2 separate regions of the Anas platyrhynchos genome follow, and region 1 is linked to region 2. Evidence: chromatin contacts called from public Hi-C data. All regions are on one chromosome and are shown on one strand. The core of a region is the stretch at or near the end of the contact, and the rest is flanking DNA. Distances in the headings are between cores, read along the strand shown. Region 1 overlaps LOC101803283 (a long non-coding RNA gene). Region 2 holds the start of IGFBP5 (insulin like growth factor binding protein 5).

Evidence for each region. Hi-C and Micro-C count contacts between places; a contact is called where the count stands out from the background.
Region 1: a Hi-C map of liver shows a contact between it and region 2, with 2.2 times the contacts expected there. The contact joins the enhancer-like site here to the promoter of IGFBP5 in region 2. A contact is called at or near these places in 3 of 8 Hi-C or Micro-C datasets (liver and skeletal muscle).

The regions. Positions count from the first base shown.
Region 1 is chr7:7,371,881-7,376,051 of IASCAAS_PekinDuck_T2T, reverse strand. It overlaps LOC101803283 (a long non-coding RNA gene), which reads right to left. Exons shown (of 4, transcript XR_005267291.2): 4 at 3,409-4,171. Among named protein-coding and RNA genes, the nearest start is that of IGFBP5, 180 kb to the right of the region's middle. Within about 2 kb of position 2,146, at least 2 of the 8 cell types and tissues checked have an H3K27ac peak or open chromatin away from gene starts, as enhancers often do.
Region 2 is chr7:7,194,790-7,198,996 of IASCAAS_PekinDuck_T2T, reverse strand. It overlaps IGFBP5 (insulin like growth factor binding protein 5), which reads left to right and starts at 1,361. Exons shown (of 4, transcript XM_027461440.3): 1 at 1,361-2,980. The coding sequence starts at 2,650.

The DNA of each region.
Region 1 (4,171 bases), core at 897-3,396, 180 kb before region 2:
GAGCATATCTTTACATATCTCTATGTACTGCCTCAAGGACATCTTTCTCTTTACCTGAACTCTGGCAGCTCATATTTACTGGGGACAAATGTGGTATCTGTGAAGGATCTTGCTGACTATGTTTATGGCCTCTGTGGAAACCCTATGGGTAAATGTGGTTCATGTCAATCACGATAGAATTTCCTAAAAAGCTGAAGACCTTTTCAAACTGCTGTCCCCAGGTCCCTCAATGTGAAGCTTCCTGCCATCATCCAACATGAAAAAGTTTGCCTCTGCAATCTCCCTTATTTAGTAGCACCTCCCATCTTCAGAAGTGTTCAAGTCTTCAAAATAGGGCCTCTTTTCTGGAGGGACCAGAACAAGGTACAATAACAAAACAACAAGAATTCAGATGATTGATCCTGTGCCCAGAATACACTGAATTTCCATGAAGAGTGTGAAGAAGAGGTGTTCAGGATCCATCCAGGAGGATGTGGTGTTATATACAGCACCTGCTATGCTGTAGCTAGTTTCAGAGTCACAAGTAACTGATGTCCTTTCTAATAGGAGAACCTGTAAGTGAAAGTCTTATGGCTGGCCAGCAGACAGAATCTGCTTTGCTTTATAATGCTCAACAAACTTCTTTGGAGGCATTGGATAGTTCATTTTTGTTAGTGTATTTGCCCATTTTGTGCTGTGTTGATGGTGAAGTAGGAGGTGGCTGGAGAAGATTCATTGCTCCTCCATCAGAAAGACAAGGGAAATTGGTATTCAGGCATTCCAACCCTACAAATCAATGGCTGAAAAAATAGCCATGTTTTCTAGTGAGATTCAGAGCTTCTTATTTAACCCTCTTCTTATGCAGACCTGCTATGTCCCAAAGCCTTCTTACAATTCCTGTAACGCTTTCCTTCACACACAGGCTCAGAGATCATGGATTTACAGCACTGTTGCACAACTGTTGTTGGCCCTGGCTGCCTTGCTTCAGTTTTAAGATGAAAACCTTCAGTGAATGTTAGATGGGATCTCAAAGCAGGGAGGAGACTGGGGAATGTATTGTCATTTCCTCCTAACCTAGCTTAGCCTAATTCCTTTATTATGCTCTGTCCCTTGAATCAATGTCTAGACATATTGGGGAATGGATAAACTTCATGATGATTTGAGCTAAAGCCAGGCTCTACATTAAGAAGTGTCCTTATTTCTTTCCCCCCTTCCTTGACTCTCTTCTCACACTGCTGGAGTACTGACCTTATCCCACCTCTTCTTCAGGTTCTACAGGTCATTTTTGTAGTGTTTTGACTTAAGCTGAAATTTTACAAAGAATTGTTTATGGAAGAGATTGGGGTTTGGAAGGAAAATGTTTTTCACTAAAAAAGATATCATTGAGATTGGTTGCATCTAGCAGTGGAGCTCAGGCTGATTTCATAACCAACCCCCATATTCTAGTCATCACAAGTGTTATGTGGAGGCATCAAGGGTATGAGTTTCCTGGAAGTAGTTGTTTCTTCGCAAAAAGAAACCTGTAGAGGAAACTAAAAGCATGCTGGTTGTTCTTCCTGATGCTTTCCATGACAATGCCACACAACACGCCAGGGAACACCTTCTTGCAAGTCTTGCTTTCCAAGGCCATCAGTTGGTTGATGGCTCGCTGAGGGCTGAATGGGAAAACCTGGACATGAAGAGTCATTTCCTCCTGCTGCACTGATCTCTGTTCAGGTCCGCTGGCCACCGACGCATTAAAGTCAAGACCGTGCAAAACTTCTCCCGGTGTAGTGCGAAATTTGCTCCAGAAGAGCAGAAACATCTGGCTAGAGCCAGGAAGTGGTTGCTGGCTGGGTTTGGCAACAAGGGAACGTGTAGTTAATACACTCTTACCTCATCAGTAGGTGTCACTGCAGCAAAAGACAGGGTCCAGTGGAAAGTTTCAGAGGGGAATAGAGAGGGGTACTTCGGCCAACCAACCAGATGCAGAGTCGGTTCAGTGCTTCCTGACTACAGCCAGGGAACAGCTATGGATCTGGGTTTATGAATTGCTTGTAATAAGGCTATAGGAAATGAGAGATTAAGGAAATGAGTCATTAAGTGATTACAAAGACATGTGGAGTGCACACAGTTGTGGCCGCCAGTAACAGAGCATTGAGCAACCGTAAATTTCTTCTACGGGGGTTTTGGGAATGTTCCTGCTGAACTTGTATGCAGTAGTGAGTTATGGTTCGGTGGATATGGTTGAAATGAACCAGTAGCAAGTTTCAGTCACTGTTAGCACAGAACCCACAAAAGAGTTTTCTTCAGCTCAAAATCACCCTTTTGATGCCAGGCCTGGTGACCAGTCACAGGAGGAATGCTGCGAACAATTAACAGGCAGCCACCATCTGACACTGTGGGGTTGAGGTCCATGCTTCAGAATGGATGCAGAGGCTCAGGTAAAACCTCTTCATCAGGGCAAATATCCGGAAGATGTATCCCTGTGCTAGAGCAGCTTCTCACCCCATTGTCACATCTTTAACAACAGAGTCTCTGCAGCTGCTTTGCCTCCTGCCAGGTGCTCTGCTGGTACTGGCGTTCAGCAGGGTTAGCACAAGGAAGGCTGGGGAGGGAGCCTGGCCTTGGGTCGGCAGTGAGCAGGGCAGGGGAGGGGAGCAGCACGGCTGCACTTGTTCAGCAGGTGCACTACCATCAGCTGGCGAGCAGATGCTCTCTGGTGTGCCTGCAGGCCTTTGTTCACACCACAGTGAACCTGCTTCCGTTCCCAGCCTCTTGGACAGCAACCTTTCTGGAGAGGCAGCCCCCTCCCTCTTCCCCCGCAAAGCCAGCGCTGAAGATCCATAAACGAGCTCTGTTCATTTTAAGAGTCCAGCGCTTCCGAGGCAATATGGGAAGCAGGATTCAGAAGCCGCTGCTCCAGGCAGCTGGGATAAGTCACAGAACCCACTGAAGTGGACCCTCCATGCAGTTTGGCACCAAAAATATATATTTTTAAGCTTGTTTTCTGAGAAGCACAGTCAGGAAAAAAATGTCTGAGACCCAGGGCAGGTCAACCCTGCTACCTGCTATCAAACAGACTCTCCTGCTCCGCAAAAACTTCTTGCAGCTTCTTGCCAAGGCATCATGATTTAGAGTGTGTTATGCAGCAGGTCCAAGCCCCTTCTGCAAACACATTGACAAGTCATACAGTACAGAGGGGAGAGATGAGGCAGTCAGGCATCTTTTGAATCTATCCTAAAGCTAAGCATTGTTTAATGTTGGTTCCCTCTCCCACATATATCTCACTCCCCAACCTCCACTATAGCTGGACAGATATGGAGAAAGACTCAAGTCAAAAAAGTGCAGGTAGTCCCTCTCTCCACTCGGAGATATGTTATTATGCAGTAAGGCCTCTCTAAACCAGCATCCTGCAGAAAAAAAAAAAAAAAAAAAAAAAAGCCCATTTTTATTCCCCTTCTCTCAGATTTATTTCCCATATTTACACACATGTCCCCTCAGATCCTTGCTGGTCTTGCTTGCAACCAGCATTTTGGATGTATATTATATAGTTTCAGGTCTTCTGTTCCATGAATAAATTAATCACATGTGAGCAAAAATTGGCTGCAGTGCTTATGGTCACAGTTTGATTTCACACACACTCTCCAGACAAACAATGTAATCTCTGCATGCAGAGTGCAAACAAAAAACTTTATTATTTGATTTTTCTTCCTTTCTACCATGTAGCTAGCTCTCTTAAGAGGCAGAGACACTTCCAAGTTCCCTACAGTAGGCTGGTAGATGGGAGAATATGGAGCAAAAAAACACTGCTTGAAGAGACTCAGTATATGAGAGCTCCTGACTCTACTACTTTAAATCTAACTAGATAAGAGAGCCAAAGAGTGGGAGGTGAAACAGAAGCCCAGAGAGTTGAAAAGATTTGTCATAGCAGATCTGGGACTGGTGCCCAGGCCTTCTAAGCACAGCTGGGTGATGATATTATTGTTATTATTATTAATAATAATAGTGAATATGCCAAAAAATGGTGTTAGGGTAGAACTAAAAGAGATCACCAAAATGGGCAGAGTGTGGTGAATACTTCTGACCAAGGAACATATCAGTATTGACATCTTTCAAGATTTCTCAGACATTTTCAGAATATAACTTTTAGAGACGTTTTAAAATGTGACTCCACAATTAATAATAGACATTGCATTTAAAAAGCAACAAA
Region 2 (4,207 bases), core at 112-2,611:
GTGGCAAAATCCATGCAATGCAGCCGCATAGCTGCCTGATCTAAAAAGAAACCTGGGGAATATGAGGCTCTGGAGGAGTGTGTGCATGTGTGGAAGGAGGGGGGGGGGGGTGACTTGAATTGCCCGTGAGCCTCGCCCAGAATTGCCTGATGCCTTCCCTGGTAGATAACCCTGGGCTGGTGCTGCTGAGCGATCTCCCAGCCGCTCCTCCAGGTGTAACATCCCTGCACACAGCTGCCTGGGCTGGCCACGGGGCTGCACACCAGGCAATTTTGGAGATTCCCTTTGCCACGCTTCCAGCTTCCCCACTCCTAGCAATGAATGAGCACTGAGGGAGGCAAGTGCGAAGGACCAGGGCCCGGAGAGCTGTAACGCTGAGGAATGCAGCGGTGGAACAAAAGGCAGCAAACCGCAAGCTGTCCAGGACAGAGGATGAGCATTGCAAAGCCTTTTTTTTTTTTTTTTTTTTTTTTATTTTTAAACTTCTCCCCCCCCACACACACACACAATTTGTGCAGGGCAAGAGGCAGCAGAAGAATGAGCTAAAACGTGCAAATTGGACTTCGCATGGCAAAATTCCCCTTGTTTTCTGGCATGCCCTGAGCAACAGCGAACTTTTCCAAAGAGGAATCTAACACAGTTCTTACAAGCAGCCCAGCCCTCCCTCCTGCTCCCTGTCCGGCTGCCTTAACCCTTGCTGTTTGGGGGTGTTGGGGGCACAGCCTGGCATTGGGGAAAGCCCCCCCCCCGCCTTTTCACCCCTTGCCCAGGCTGGGGTGGGTGGGAGAGGAGAGCTGGGCACACCGCACACACAAAGGCACCTCCTGGGATTAGGGTGGGCGAAAGCAGCTCCCTGGCACCCACCCAGCCATCTCCCTGCCAATCTCACCTTTGGAGCTGATGGTGGGGCGCACGCACCCGCTCCCCCCTCACCGAGGGTCCCCAGCCACCCGGGCAAGGGGCCGGGGGTCTCCACCCCAAGAGCAGCAGGATCAGGCCCTATTAATACACCTCCCCCTCTTCCCTCCCCAAACTCGGCACCCTGATCTCTCCCTCCCAGGCTCCCCGCAACCCCATTGCAACCACTTCTCTCCTTCTATTTCTATCCTTTTATATATATTTTTTTTTAAACTGTGAAGATCTCAACTTTTTTTTCTTCTTTTTTTTTTTTTCATCTTTCTCTTCCCCTGCCTTTCCCCTCCCCATCCTCGCCTTCCCCTTCCCCCCTCCTCCTCCTCCTCCTCCTCCTCCTCCTCCTCCTCCCCTTGTCTCTCCTCATAATATTATCCTTGATCACTGCCCGGGGTTTGAAGCCCAGAAGTCAGAAGCTGCGCACCCCACCCCCACCGGCTCGAGTGTGCACTGATAGGGCCCTGGCTGCTGGCACCCAGTCAAGCTGAGGTGTCATTGGGATCTCAAATTGCAGCTAGGGGCTGGCAGGCAGCCAGGGGCAGTCTATTTAAAAGACAGCCTGTTCTGCAGTATTCAGTCTCTTTAGAAACTTCTCCAGGGGAAAAGTGTTGGGAGATCTACAAAGTGGATTTTTTATTTTTTATTTTTTTACCTCTTTTCTTATTTTTTTCCCCCCTTCCTTCCCCCCCGTTTTTACCGCTCCTCTGCAGACTTTGCAACCAACCACCCTTAATTTTGCAGAAAACTTTTTTTTTTTGCCTTTTTTTTTTTCTTTTGCCTTTTTGGTGTGGGGGGGGCTTTTTTCCCACTTTTTTATTATTTTTTGATTTTGATTTTTTGTTTTTTTGCCTTTGCAAATCTTGGAAGAGGAAAGCGGGAGGTTGAACAGAGCCGATCGAAACACAACTTTGCTTCATACCAAGCTTCCCAGCAGCTCGCTGCGTCGGGAGAGACTTTTTCTCCTCCTGCAGAAGAAAAGGGGGGAGGGAAGGGGAGCTTTGCATCCCCTCTTCCTTCTCCTGCGGGCTTTTTTTTTTTTTTCTCCTTTTTTTTTATTGCTATTCTTTTTCTCCTGACTGCCTTGATGCAGTAGGAGCAGGACACTGGTTTGCAAGGAACTTTGCTCCCTTCCCAACCTGCCTCCTCCCAGCCCTTTGGGGAGAGTGTGCGTGTGCGTGTGAGTGAGTGCGTGAAGTCTCCGGCCCCCCCCCCCAACCCCCTTTTTGCTCCCCCCGCAACCTGTGGGCTGCAGCCCCCCGTGCAGCCCCCGCACGCTTCTCTCCCTTTCCCCCCCTCCCCTCCCTTTCCCTCCCCCCTCTCTTTTTTGCGGTGAGAAGCCCCCCTTTTCGAGGCGAGGAAAAAAAAAAAAGAAAGAAAGAAAGAAAAAAAAAAAAAGCCGGCAGGAGGAGAAAAAAAAAAAAGCAAGAAAGACAAAAAGCCCCAAAGCAAACCTAGCCGCCCCCCCCCCCGCAGCCAAAAAAAAAAGCGAAGCGGGAGGCTCCCGCACCCCAATAACCCCCAGCCTGGGGCGCCGGCAAGCGGGGGCTGCGCTTTGCGCCCTTTTTCTTTTTTGAATCCGATTTTCTCCTTTCTCCCCGCACCCCCCCGAGCCCACAACACCCCCCTCCGAGCCCCCCGGAGGGGGCCAAGCGGGAAGCGAGCTCCGCCCGCCCCCCCATCTCCCCCCCCCCAGGCTCCCCATCCCATCCCATCCCGCAGCATCCTAACCCCGGCGCGATGCTGCTGCGGCTCCTGGTGCTGCTGGGCGCCTGCCCGGGGCTGTCGCGGTGCCTGGGCTCCTTCGTGCAGTGCGAGCCTTGCGACGGCAAAGCTCTGTCCCTCTGCCCTCCTCCTCCCTTGGGCTGTGAGCTGGTGAAGGAGCCGGGCTGCGGCTGCTGCCTCACCTGCGCCCTGCCCGCCGGGCAGCCCTGCGGCGTCTACACCGAGCGCTGCGCCCGGGGGCTCCGCTGCCTCCCCCGGCAGGGCGAGGAGAAGCCGCTGCACGCCCTGCTCCACGGCACCGCCGTCTGCCTGAGCGAGAAGAGCTACCGCGAGCAAGCCAAGGCCGGTGAGTGCCCCGCAGCCGGCTCCCTTTCCTCCTTTCCGTCTCTTTTTCCCTAATTTTTTTTTTTTTATCCCAATCCCGGAGCGCGTTTCCCTGCCTGCTTTTTTTTTTTTTCGGCTCTCCGCTTGCTTTGCAGCTCCCCCCCACCTCTCCCCCGGCTCTATTTTTTTTTTTTTTAATTTTTTTTTCCCCTGCCCCCGCTCCCGCAGCTCGCCGCCTGCGTTTTGCAGCGGTCCAGGTGCCTCTTCCGCGCCCCCGCTTGCTTTTTTTCCGGCTGCTTTTCCATCCTTCGGCCCCGCTTTTCCGTCCCCGGCTGCTCTTCCGTTTCCCCTCCCCCTGGTGGCTTTTGCTGCCTTTCCGGCTGCTCTTCCATTCCCCACCGCCAGCCGCCCGTCCATCTCCCCAGCTGCTTTTTTCCTTCTTTCCACCTGATTTCCACCCTCCTGCACACACCCACCCCGCCTGCCTTTCCGTCCTTCCACCTATTTCCCCCTTCCTTCCTCTCCCTGCCCCTCCACCCGCTGCTTTGCCAAGCCCCCATCTTTCCAGCTGCTTCTCCACCGCCACCGCTTCCCCTGGCTGCTCTGCCATCCCCCTGTTGCTTTCCCACTTTTCCTGCTGCCCTTCCACCTGCCCGGCTGCTCTGCCATCCCCTCAGCTGCCCCCCACCACTTCTCCACTCCTTCTTCCCATCCGTGCCCCGCTTGAACCTCCTGTTGCATCATCTCGCATCCCCCCCATCCACCCCCTCTAGGTTGTCCCATCCCCAATGGGGACGTTTTCTTCCCCAAAACTTCCAGAAACTCGCTCGTAGTCCCAGCTGCATCCCCGTCCTCCTCCAGTTGCATCCTTTACATCTCTCCCGCATCCCCATCCTCACCCTCTCCAGGACCCCCCCTTTCTCTCCACTTTGGGGCTCTGCACTCGAGATAAAAGGCTCCTTCTGGGCAGGGCACCTTCCCCATCCCCAAAACCCTCAGGTTTATCCCCCCCCGGGTTTATCGCTCAGCCTCCCGCCTTCTCGTGGCCGCGGCTGCCTGCTGCTGGACCTCTTTGTTGGGCAATGGGTCTGAGCGCTGGGAGGTGAGCAGAGCAGGTGCACAAGGAGCAGGGAATCCGCGGCTGCAGAAGGGAATGGCAGTGCCGCTAGCAGGCAGGCAGAAGGCATTAGAAGCCAGCACGAGGGCTGGCGCGGTAGCAGCAGCGCAAAGCCAAGCTGCTGAACTGCTC